Linked DNA regions of Rattus norvegicus: region 1 is linked to region 2. A link is a contact called in public Hi-C data. All regions are on one chromosome and are shown on one strand. The core of a region is the stretch at or near the end of the contact, and the rest is flanking DNA. Distances in the headings are between cores, read along the strand shown. Region 1 overlaps Baalc (BAALC binder of MAP3K1 and KLF4). Region 2 has its middle 29 kb from the start of Baalc.

The links. A called contact is a pair of places that touch in the nucleus more often than the background predicts.
Region 1: a contact with region 2 is called in a Hi-C map of liver, with 2.1 times the contacts expected there. The contact joins two enhancer-like sites. A contact is called at or near these places in 11 of 12 Hi-C or Micro-C datasets (the A7r5 cell line, the Rat2 cell line, Schwann cells and 6 more) and 1 of 1 datasets of contacts at active chromatin or transcription factors (oligodendrocytes).

What each region holds. Positions count from the first base shown.
Region 1 is chr7:71,843,694-71,849,168 of GRCr8, reverse strand. All of the region lies in intron 1 of Baalc (BAALC binder of MAP3K1 and KLF4), which reads right to left. Among named protein-coding and RNA genes, the nearest start is that of Baalc, 43 kb to the right of the region's middle. Within about 2 kb of position 1,763, at least 9 of the 93 cell types and tissues checked have an H3K27ac peak or open chromatin away from gene starts, as enhancers often do.
Region 2 is chr7:71,772,149-71,778,293 of GRCr8, reverse strand. No RefSeq gene overlaps it. Among named protein-coding and RNA genes, the nearest start is that of Baalc, 29 kb to the left of the region's middle. Within about 2 kb of position 3,048, at least 72 of the 93 cell types and tissues checked have an H3K27ac peak or open chromatin away from gene starts, as enhancers often do.

The DNA.
Region 1 (5,475 bases), core at 514-3,013, 72 kb before region 2:
GATCCTAGATTTGGCCTCTAGAACTGTGAATCTGCCTCTTTCTCTTGCTGTGCCCCTCTCAGAGCGAGCTTTGGTGTTCAAGGGAGAGGAACACGATCCTATTAAGTCATTCTTCTGTGTCAGAGGTCAAACCAAAGGTATTTACATGCATGGGCATAAGCTCTTTGTCCCCTCCAGCCTTTAAAGGGACAGCATTTTTGTTTGCTAGAATGAACACATACTTGCTTCTGGGTTGAAAAACCTGGGTAACTCATGGGAAGGAAATCTAAAAAAAAGACATATGACATTCAGTTGGCTTTAGGCCGAGAAGGAATGGAAGAACAGAAGACTATGGGAAAGACTGGGAGACTAAAAGATGCTCAGGGCCAATCTCAACCTGGTTAGTGAAAGCCTGAGAGTCGGGATTTTAATCAGATTTTTTATGCAACAAAAGAAAAATTTTTGGTCTTGGGAGAAGGCACAGTTGGTGAAGTGCTTGCCATGAAAACTGAGAGTTCAATTCTCAGTACCCATGGCGGGGTGGGGGCCGGGGTGGGGGTGGGGGGGACTAGGTGTGGTAGCGCACGCCTGTAGCCCAGCACTCTAGACGCAAAGAGAAGACGATCCCTGTGCCTGGCCCACTGGTCAGTCTAGCAAAATCACTAAGCTTGAAGTTCAATGAGAGATCCTATCTCAAAAACCAAGGTGGAGAATAATTGAGAAAGGCACCCAGGGCTGACCTCTGGCCTCCATACTCCTTCATACATGCACACATAAACACATACATGCAAACACGGTGCCATTTTTCTTGGGGGTCAGAGCAGGGTTTGAGTCCCTTTGCCTATATCTCTCAATCTCTGTTTTGTTCTTCTAGGGACCCACAGAATCTGTGAGCTTGTGACTTAAGTTCCTGCTTACCCAGTGAGTGCTGTTGACTGTAGACTCACTGGGTGCGAGGCACGTACTACAGTGGAGAAGGTACTCACTGCACCCTTTCGAGCAGCAGGCACTTTCAGAGACACTGAGTAATCCACGCTCTGGTCTTTCCACTGTCAAACTCTGCTGGGGAGATGTCTATCCAAAAATGGGTCTGACTGCTGCACACTATAAACCAGGAAGCCCAATCATCTTGCCCAATGATAGTCAGGCAGTGAAGACTCCAAACCCAGATCTGTGTGGCTCCAAAGACATCTTGTTCCATCTACTGTCTTAGTCATTGCCCAACTACTTAACATCACTAAGTCTCAACTTCCTCACATATAAAAGGAGGATCATGATATCTACATCAAAGATTGGTGATCAAAGAGAGCAGATGAGCTGGCACACGGTCAGGATTAACTCCATACCTTCCCACCTCCAGGCACAATGCCGACTTACAAATGTTTGATTTCAGATCTTTTCTTGAGAGCTGAGGGAACACGCAGAGTAGATGGGAGAACTGGGGAGGGGACAAGAGGATGTCACCAACAATCAGCTTTGCCAAGTCAACAACTCTAACTCCCATCTGGTGAGAGGGAGGGGAATGGAGTGACCACCTCCCAAGAGCCTTAGACCCAACTCTTAAGAGGCCCCAAAGGACCAATGCAATCAGGAGGTTAGAGGTTAAACAAAAGAAGTGAGAGATGCAGTTGGCAGACAGATTGCTGTTCTGCCAGGCCCAAGCGCTCCTGGTGAGCAGAAGGCAGCAATGTGACTCATGTGGCAGGGATAGAAATAGAGCCCCCAGCTTCTGTAGGACAGATAATTTGAGGCTTGGCTAGTTCCTGAATCTGTGTCATGCTGAAGGAAAAATGAACAGTGCCAGAGAAAAATCTACATGGGAGGGAGATCATAAGGTTCTGAGCCTCTCGGGAGAGCAGGCTCTGTTCTTAGGATCAGGGAAGAGAGCCCAAAGCAAAGCATGGTGCCTGAGGTTGGGAGACCTTGGGGCTTCAAGGTGTGCTGCGAAGGCAGGCATTTCAGAGAAACTAGAAATACACAAGGCCAGCCAAGGAAACACAGAAGCCAAACTTTTAGGGTTCATCGTCCCTTGTTAAGAAGTATGGATGTTGTCCTAAGGGCAATGGTACCCCAAAACATCAAAGATGACCCAGATGACAGCCTGGAGGCTGGGATCTTAGATGACAGCCTTCCTCCTTGTGGTTTTTTTCTAACTATCAGAGGTGTTTCTAAGATACTATCTTCCCACCCTGGACTTGGTATATTGGAAATCTGAGAAGAAGGCTCCAAATCAAAGTACCATCTTAGAAAGGAGTTTTTAGTTTTAAAAGCTCTCCCAAACTCAGGGGGCAGAGGCAGGTAAATCCCTATGAGATTGAAGTCAATCTCATCTACATAGAGATTTCCAGATACTGGTCTGGAACTCGTCTGAAAACTACTGTGCAGGGAGACCTTGTCTAAAACACTCAAACCCTTCATCTGAGTTCAATATTTAAAAAGAAGGGGAGGAAAATGGACATGCTTGTTTTTCCTGTATAAGGGATATTGTCACACATGAGTCAATAGCTTCTCATGTGAGCTGTGTCCACCTTATATGCACAGACTCTATTTTGAAACAGAGGCTTTGCTGACATGCCATAATGGAGCCAAGATGTTGGTTTCAGTTGTCGATTGACACAACCCAGCCACTTGGAAGAGAGAAGCTCAGTTGAGAAACTGCCCTTAGATTGGCTTGTGCTGTCTGTGGGCCATTTTCTCTATTGCTGTTCAGTGTGGGAGGGGTCAGCCCACTGTAGGCAGTAACAGACCTAGGCAGGTGGTCCCAGGCTTTGTAAGGAAAATTACGGAATGTTCACCTGGAAGCAAGCCAGGAAGCAGCATTCCTCCATGATGTGTGCTTCAGTTCCTACCTTTAAGTGCCTGACTTGGTTTCTGTCAATGATAGTCTGTAATCTGTGAGCAGAAACAAATCCTTTCCTCTCCAAGTTGTTTTTGGTCATGATGTTTTTCACAGCAACAGAAGGCAAACTAGAACATGGGGCTCTGAGGACTGAGGATGTCAGCCTGCCCCAGGTTTCCTATAGAGCACTATCAACAACGAAAGGACTGTGCAGAGTTCTTAAAGCTCTCCATTTACAGTAACTGCCAGGAAGACCTCTAAGAGATCAGGAAAGGAGGTAGTCCTATGGTGGCCCCAGGAGCCAAGGTCATGCTGGACCTTAAATGCAGTCGTGGCTTGGGTTGTTCAGGTCCTATACTACTGATCCATAGCCTGGAGTTTCTGTTCCCCAAATGAGCAAAGGTAGCCTATCCATTGCTGAGGGAAAGATGGGCACCCTAAGAGGTTTGTTTTCTTTGCTGTTTATTTTCAAGTATTCGTTTTGCGGCGCATGCACCACAGCTTGTTGTGTGGTGGGCAAAGAACAACTTGGGGGAGTCAGCCCTCTTCTTGTACTGTATGGGTCCTGGGGATCGAGCTCAGGTCGTCAAGCTTGGAGAAAGGCGGCTTTGCCTGATGAAACTTCTTGTTCTTCTCTCAGAAACCACATCTGTCTTCACTGTGGGCTGAAATGTGACCCTCAGTTCCCTGCACTTGTCCCTTCATCTCAGCTAGACCCAGACTTTCACCCCAGACTTTACCAGACTTTGCTGGATCATGGAGACATAAAGTACCATCATCACCCCTAAATATATCCAGTGGGAAAGTTGGAAATAGAAATCAGAAAAGACTTTGTAAGTCAACTCATGCTTGTACTTACATCTCAGAGTAAAGAGAACAATATTCAACACTCAAGTTAGAGAATGCTCTATGTCCTTGACTTCCTTTTAATACAGTGCCATGCTTTATAGTGTTCTTATATAAATACTAAATTAACAATCAAGAAAATAAAATTAAGGTTATATTGAAACTAGAGAAGACATCAAAGACACAAAGGATGCTGGGTTTAAGAGGAAACTGGAGGAAGGAAAATCTGACAGTTGGAACAGTGGAGGCAGTGAGGACTTTGGCTTAAACAGTGCAAGGGGTGGGGTGGAACAAACTGTATTTAAGAGAGATTTGTGCAAAAAAAAAAAATAAAGAAAAACAAAAAACAAGGGAAGAATCTAGCCTCACCACTGACAGCTCGCAGAACCAGCTGCAGTCTGCCTTCTCTGGAATTCTTTCCTGTTCTTTAGACTCAGTGTATCCAGTCTGAACTAGTCACATCCGTAACCTTTTGATGGTTTTCCTTGACTGCCCTTTCTGGGGAGCACACCGCCAGCTTGCTAGCCTCTGATCACAAAGGCATGCAACCTTCCTCTCTCCTTCATTCTCTGTAATCAAATGTGACACTCTTCCATGGGGACTTCCTCAGCTCGATTCTGTTCTCTGCTTACGTTCCCACCTGAAGGGTCCACTTCACCCCAGCTTGTCTCTAAATGACAGCAGTGGCTCCCACTGGCACACTTCAGTTTCCCTCCATCACTCGCTCACATCCTGCCCTTGAAGGAAGAATGAATCTTCCCACAGCACAGCCTTCCTCTCCCTGCCCTGTTGCCCTGTTGCTTGAGACCAGAGCCCTCTGCTTTAAAAAAAAAAAAAATAGTGTTTGGAGGAAATGTTGAAAAAATTCTGTTTGGAGTAGGGGGGGAATTATTTCAACTGCCATTTTTCAGTGTTTCAGAGAAGACAGTGGGATATTATTTTAGAGAGTCACTATTAAAATATGAGATATCATAATCAATTTGAGAAAAACATGAATAAATTAATGTTTAAAAGGTTTACATGTTTAAAATGCCATCTTAGTATCATACATAGTAAATCTCGGAGTGTTTGTAACCTTCAGATACTGACCGTTTGAGAAAGGGTGCTTTTCTCCTGATTCTGAGTCTATAAAGAAACAAGTGAATTGGGGTTGGGGATTTAGCTCAGCGGTAGAGTGCTTGCCTAGCAAGCGCAAGGCCCTGGGTTCGGTCCAGCTCCAAAAAAAAGAAAAGAAAAAAAAAAAAAGAAAAAGAAACAAGTGAATTATATGCAGCCAGAGAATCTTTTAGAGATCCCTACAGTGCGCTGGGTGTGGTAGTGCACACCTGTAATCCTAGTACTTAGAAGTGGAGGCTGGAGGATCAGGAGTTCCAGTTCATTCTCCGCTACACAGCAAGTTCAAGGCTAGCCTGAACTACATAAAAATCCTGTCTCAAACAAACCAACCTGTATACTTCTTGCCGACTCTCCTTTCTCTAGCACACCCTGTACCCCCAACACACAGCCTTTCTCAGTCTAAAAGGACACTCGTTAACTTCCCTTCCTGACCCACTCTAAACTCTATAGTCTATGAAACCCACAATTCTGAAGCATGCGCGGTAGGCTTGTCTATTAACACTCCAAAGCCGTTCCTGCTTTCAGAGCACATGGGCTGAATTAGAGCACGTGACCAAGAGCAAAGCCAACCAATCACCTCTCTGCATTATCGTCGCAGATGTAACTTGTTCTGGGGCCATCGCTGGACCTTAGTGAGTAACCCCAGGACTTCGGTAGGAACTACCAGAACAGGGGCTCTGTGTCCCCATTGGACG
Region 2 (6,145 bases), core at 1,799-4,298:
CGTTTCATAGACACTGACAAGAGTCGGATGCTTTTCCTAGGCCCTGCGCTGCCTTTCCAAGAAGAATCTTTTCATCTTTAACCAAATAGGAACTGCTGGTGCGCATAAATGAATGAATGCTTCAACAGCAGGCTGATGCGACATCCTTTAAAGGAAGAGAAATATTTAAAGACAGAGTCTTCTATTTTCCCCCTGAGGAAGAAACCCTGTAATATTCCTATTAACCTTGACATGTGTGAATCACTGAGCTCTTTCATCCCCTGTAGGTAGATTATCATGACTCACCACAGACCCACGACTGTGGGCTTCATGTAACCCTGACAGCAAAGGCCTTCCCGGGGGAGCTGCATGAGGCCATTGGCTGTGAACCAAGCCCTGCTTGCATCTTTACAAAGCCCAGGGCAGACTAGGAGTGACCCTGGGGCAAGCTTTGCACTGTGTATCAAAACAAGACTCCATTTTGGGGCATCCACTCTGAGGCCACCGTGTGAACTACACCTCACTTTGGATTAAAAAAAATGCATTTTTTTTACTTCAAATTTCGTTAAAGAAGAATTTATTATTATTCTTAGAATAAACTTTACTTAAATATACTCTATATTCAATCAGATATGCCCACTGCTGGAGACTGAGTATGTGTGTTTCCCACCAAAATTTCTCATTGAAACCTAAATCCCAAGGTGATGGCATCAGAAAGCAGGGTTGTTGGAAGTGATTAGGTCATAAGGCAGAGTCCTCAGGAATAATACTCATACCTTGATAAAAAGTGACCCAGAGAACTCAATGGCTCCCTACATCAGTGAGGATACAGAGAAAAGTTGTCAAAGGAGTCTTCCCTGAACCCTGACAGGCTGGCATCAAGTTGGGCTCCAGACTCTAGACCTCTAAGAACTAAATTTCAGGTGTTTATAAGGTCCCTGCTCCAAGGTATTTCAGTGTAGCATTTGGAATGGATAAAGATGGCCGCCTCTATGCACAGTTCAAGTGTAAGCTGGCTCCACACCACTGATACATATAGTAACTACTCTCCATACACTAAATCCAATCTCCACTCTAACAAGCCGGATAGAACACGAGGATGGGGGAAGGGTAGCTTTGTCAATAGAAAGTGCTTGACTTGCAGACCTGGTGTTTGATCCAACATTGAAAAGGTGTGGGGGGGTGGGGGGGTGTCCTAAAATCCCAGCACCAGGGAGGCAGAGACAGGCTCCAAATGGCTGAGCGCCTAACCTACCTAGTCTATGAACTTCAGGTCATAGTTTTGTCTCAAAAAAAAGGGGGGGTGAGGGGGCTGGAGAGTTGGCTCAGTGGTTAAGAGCACTGACTGCTCTTCCAGAGGTCCTGAGTTCAATTCCCAGCAACCACATGGTGGCTCTGTAATGGGATCTGATGCCCTCTTCTGGTGTGTCTGAAGACAGCTACAGTGTACTCACATACACAAAATAAATAAAATCTTTAAAAAAGAAAAGAAAGAAGGAAGAAAGGCAAAAACAAACAACAACAAAATGAAACATACCAAGGTAGGCATCAATTGAGGAACAACATCCCTGGTTGGCCTCTGGTCTTGCACACCTGCACATACATGTGCAGCCGTGGTGCACACACAGATATGGGTCACGCCCTTCATCTCCAAAGATCCCTCTTGCCCACTGCACTCAGTTCCTCCTGTTCCTGACGCAGGCAGCAGGCCTTTCAGTCACATCCTCTACGGTAGATTAATTTGCCATTGTAGATCGCCATGTGTAGTCTTTCTGTCTGGCTCCTTTGGAGCAGCATGCTGCTTTTGGGAGTCACTAATGTCATTTCACATGGTGCTAACTGAGTTTAATGACAGAATAGTATTCTGTTATACAGATGTACAACTCATTTATCCTTTCTCCTCTTGGTAAGTGTGCTTGGGTTGTTTCCAGTTTTGCTACCAAGGACAGACTGCAGTGAATATGATGTGAAAGCCTTTGTGCGGGCTCATGTACATGACTTCCCACAACCTCCTGGCATATACACCCAGGAGTGGAGCAGACTGAATTTTTAAGAATATAGCAAGTGTGAAGTATGGTGGTGCACCATTAATCCCAGCACTCAGAAGGCAGAGGCAGGAGACTCTCTGTGTGTTTGAGGTCAGCCTGATGTACACTGAGTTCCAGCCAGTGATGTGGTCTAGAAAGAAAAGAATTAAAGTAGGCGTGGTGACACATAGCTATAAAATGGAAGGGGAAGTGGGAAGAACTGGAGGGCAAGACCAGCCTGGGCTGCTAAGTGAGCTTAAAACCGTCCTGGAAGACAAATAGACAGACAAATAGACAGACAGACAGACAGACAGGTTTTTTACATTAACTAAAAGAATGTAGGCTAGGAGAGATGGCTGAGCCGTTAAGAGCATTGGCTGTTCTTGTAGAGACCAGAGTCGGATTCCCAGCACCGACGGCAGGGAGCTCACAACTGTCTGTAACTCCAGCTCCAGGGACCCAGCACCCTTCTCAGGCCTCTGCCAGCTTGAGAGACACTTCCAGGTCACAGAGCCAACAAAATAGTAATAGGGTCTCCAAGGATTTATGTACATTTCGAAGGAGGAAGGATTTACAGTTTAGAGTTCTAATGTAAATGCGCACAGAAACAGAAGGAACAGGGAAAGGGGGAGGAAGGCTTTTCCTGTCCGGTGTGGACCCTGAGGCGCCCCGCTCAGCCTGCCTTGCGCTGCTGACGTAGATATTCACCACCACACCCAACTCTTCTTTTCAGCAAGAATCAAACCTTATTTTTAATTCGTATATGTCCTTAGAGTCTACAATGGTCGGTGTGTTTGTTTGTTTGCTTGCTGGGCAGTGGTTGTAGGACTAGAACACAGAGCATCAAGCACCGTAAGCCTTGCCCCATCCCACTGCAAATGCTTCTCAATACACTGCCCATTAAAGAGAACCTCCAGGTCCCCAGGAGCCCCAGACTTTGGCATAGGTGCGGGGTGAAGCTGAAGCCTCTAACCATTGCAGCCTTTGGCTCCTGCGGTGCACTCTGGCCATACTTGGCATCTGTGTTCCAACACAACCCTCCCTAAGTCAATCTCATGTTTATTCATGAGAAGGTGGCTCCTAGGAAACCGCCCTTCCCTTCCTCCCACTGCTAACTGTTGCCCGGGTCACTGCCATCCTTCACAAGCCCCAGAAAAGTCCTTAATTGACCCCTTACCTCTGAAGGCACCCAGGGTCAGGGAAGACACAAGACTGCCTTGGTGACAGGCACTGTTTTGGTCACTCATTAGCTCCAAGCATGGCCATGACCTGCACTTCCCAGCTAAGCTGATTTTCCTGTTGTTCTGCCTGAAAAGACATCTGTAAATGGCGCTATTTAAGCACTGCAGTTTCTTTCTCTCACAAATGCTACCAAGCTCTACATGTTTTTAACTGCAATTGGGTGGCTTCCCTTTCTAATTAACTTAAGTGGCCTCTTCCTGATAGTGGTGACTATAATTACTCTGCACTTAACTCCTAGAGGACTGTTTTACAATTGGAGGACAGACGTACAAGGTGACCTTTCCCACCCTTGTTTTTCTGTGCTTGTTTCTGAGGAAGAGGAAGGCATTATTTTCCATTTGCAACAACGGTTTGCACAGTTCAGAGGGACTGCCTGTGACCCGCCTTTATTCTCTTCCTGCCATGCTCAGTAGCTGAGTCAGTGGGTTCAGGGCTAGTGCGCACGTCTTTGGTGATACTGTGGGAGGAGGGACATGGTGATACTGTCATTATTTAAAATCACTTCCACCCACCAGCTGAGTCATTGGGACGTCACTGCTCCGGAGTCTGCATCAGTCTCAAAAATATCCCTCAGTAGAGCTTCCCTCACTGGGGGGGGGGGGGGGGGGGAGGGGGGGCATGCCTGCTGCTCCCCTCAGAGGAAAAAAAACACCAGAAAACCCTCCCTTTGCATTGCCCCGCCCACACGGTGCTGCCCTGCCCACCAGTGCAACACCGGACCTGTCCAATATGAGTTCTGAGGGAGGCCAAACCTGAACTTTCCAGGAAGAGTCTAGGAGGCTGAAGATGACCCTGTCTAAGAAAAGAAGCCAGGTCTAGAATCTAAGTTCCCTCCCTCCTGGCCTTGCCCTAAACCGATAGATAGCAGAGTTGGGTAAAGACCTCAAGTCTGAAAATAAGAAATACCCCGAAATGCCATCAGTGGTAGCATAGCAATCTGCTGAAATGACTGGGTGGCCTTCATTCCACCGCAGACCTCAGAACAAACTAGAGTGCCCCGCCCCTCAGGTTTGTTTTCTCTTTTCACTCCTTTCAGATCGCAAGCAATAATCACTCCCAAGTTCAGAACAAGGGCTTTCCTGCAAACGCCTGGCTGCTTTCCAGACCATGGAGAGTCCAGAAGGAAATGTAGTTTGCCACTTGGTGCGGTGGTAGCCCGGGTGGGTAAGGTCTCAGCTTTGGAGTCAGGCAGATGGAGGAAGGCTGATGTGTCTGGGGGTGGCGCAGGGATGGCAGGGAGGGAGGGCGGGGATGGTGGCTGACTCAGTCCTCAGTTTCCAGCCACCATGGTCACTATAGGGCTGCTCTAAGGATTAAATGAGCTGATGACTGAAGCATTTAGTTTAGAGCGACACTTAGCAAACCCACTACAGAGGTCGGAGCTGCTACTGTGAATTTATAATTACCCCCCAGCCTCATGGCTGGCGGGGGGGGGGGGGGGGGTCAGACACTTCGAGTGGTGAGTGTCATCTCACTTTTGAAGACTTTTCTGTAATGGTTTTGTGCAGGGGAATCCTGGATCTGAAGCCAGAGCCTCTTGAACATATATGTACACTACCACCGAGCTACACACCAGGCCTAGGCAGGGTTTTTTTTTAAGTTTTAATAATTATTTAAATATATGTTAAATTTAAAATATTGTATTCTATTCCTAAGCAGTTTTTAAAATCATGTTGCCACAGCAAATCTGTACTGGAAAAGTTGTTTTTTTTGTTTTGTTTTGTTTTGTTTTGTTTTTTCATTTATCATATGGGTGAATAGAGCCCCCTACTGTTTGGAAAGTCTGCCCTGTCTTGAGTTTTGTTGTTTTTAGTTTGTTGTTGTGGAGTTTGTGAGTTTGATTCATTCAATTTGCAAACTCTTGAGCCCCCTTCTAAAAGGAACCGTGAGGCTCAAAGAATTGGTTAATGCATCTACTAACCACACGGCACTGAGAACACAGGAACATCTGTCTCTTAGGTTAAGAGCCTGTGGCGAACAGGGCGTGCCTTTGGAAGAGGGAGGTATAGGCAAGCTTCCCAATCAGAGCTGTGGTCCTCCTCACAGAGGGCAGAGCTGCGGGTCCTCCTCACAGGGGCAGAGCTGTGGTCCTCCTCACAGAGGGCAGAGCTGTGGTCCTCCTCACAGGGGCAGAGCTGTGGTCCTCCTCACAGGGGCAGAGCTGTGGTCCTCCTCACAGGGACAGAGCTGTGGTCCTCCTCACAGGGGCAGAGCTGTGGTCCTCCTCACAGGGGCAGAGCTGTGGTCCTCCTCACAGGGACAGAGCTGTGGTCCTCCTCACAGGGGCAGAGCTGCGGGTCCTCCTCACAGGGGCAGAGCTGCGGGTCCTCACAGGGGCTGAGAACCCTCTCTCTGGCTTCTATACTGGGAATATCTGAGGAAGCCTTGGCGCGTGGGTAAAACAGTTCTATCCATGACAGACAGCTCCTTTCCCTATACCCTCTGCTTTGAGGTGATGGCTAAGAGCTGCACCCAGCCTCCATCCTTCAGAAGTGAATTCTATTTACCGATGATGTGGGGGGTTGGATCTAGGCCCCCGACACTGGCAAAGGTGGGGCAGAGATGGGACTGTTCAAATTGGCTTACAGATTTCAGACCAGTGCTCCTACATAGAAGGGTCAAAGATTATCTACAGGGTTCTATGAAGTGTTCTTAAGTGAGACATTTACATGATGGGTCTGAGAAGAGCAGATTACCCTCCAAAGTGCAGGTAGACCTCACCAGTCCAGTTGAAAGTCTAACCAGAATGAAACACTGACGGGGGAGAAAGGCTAGAAGCACTCAGGCCTGAATTGCAATTATGTTTATTCCCTTGACACATTGTATCTGGTTTCAAAAAGAGCTTTTTGTGTTAATCTTTGTTGATTTATATTCAAAATCCAGGCCTGTTTTTCCAG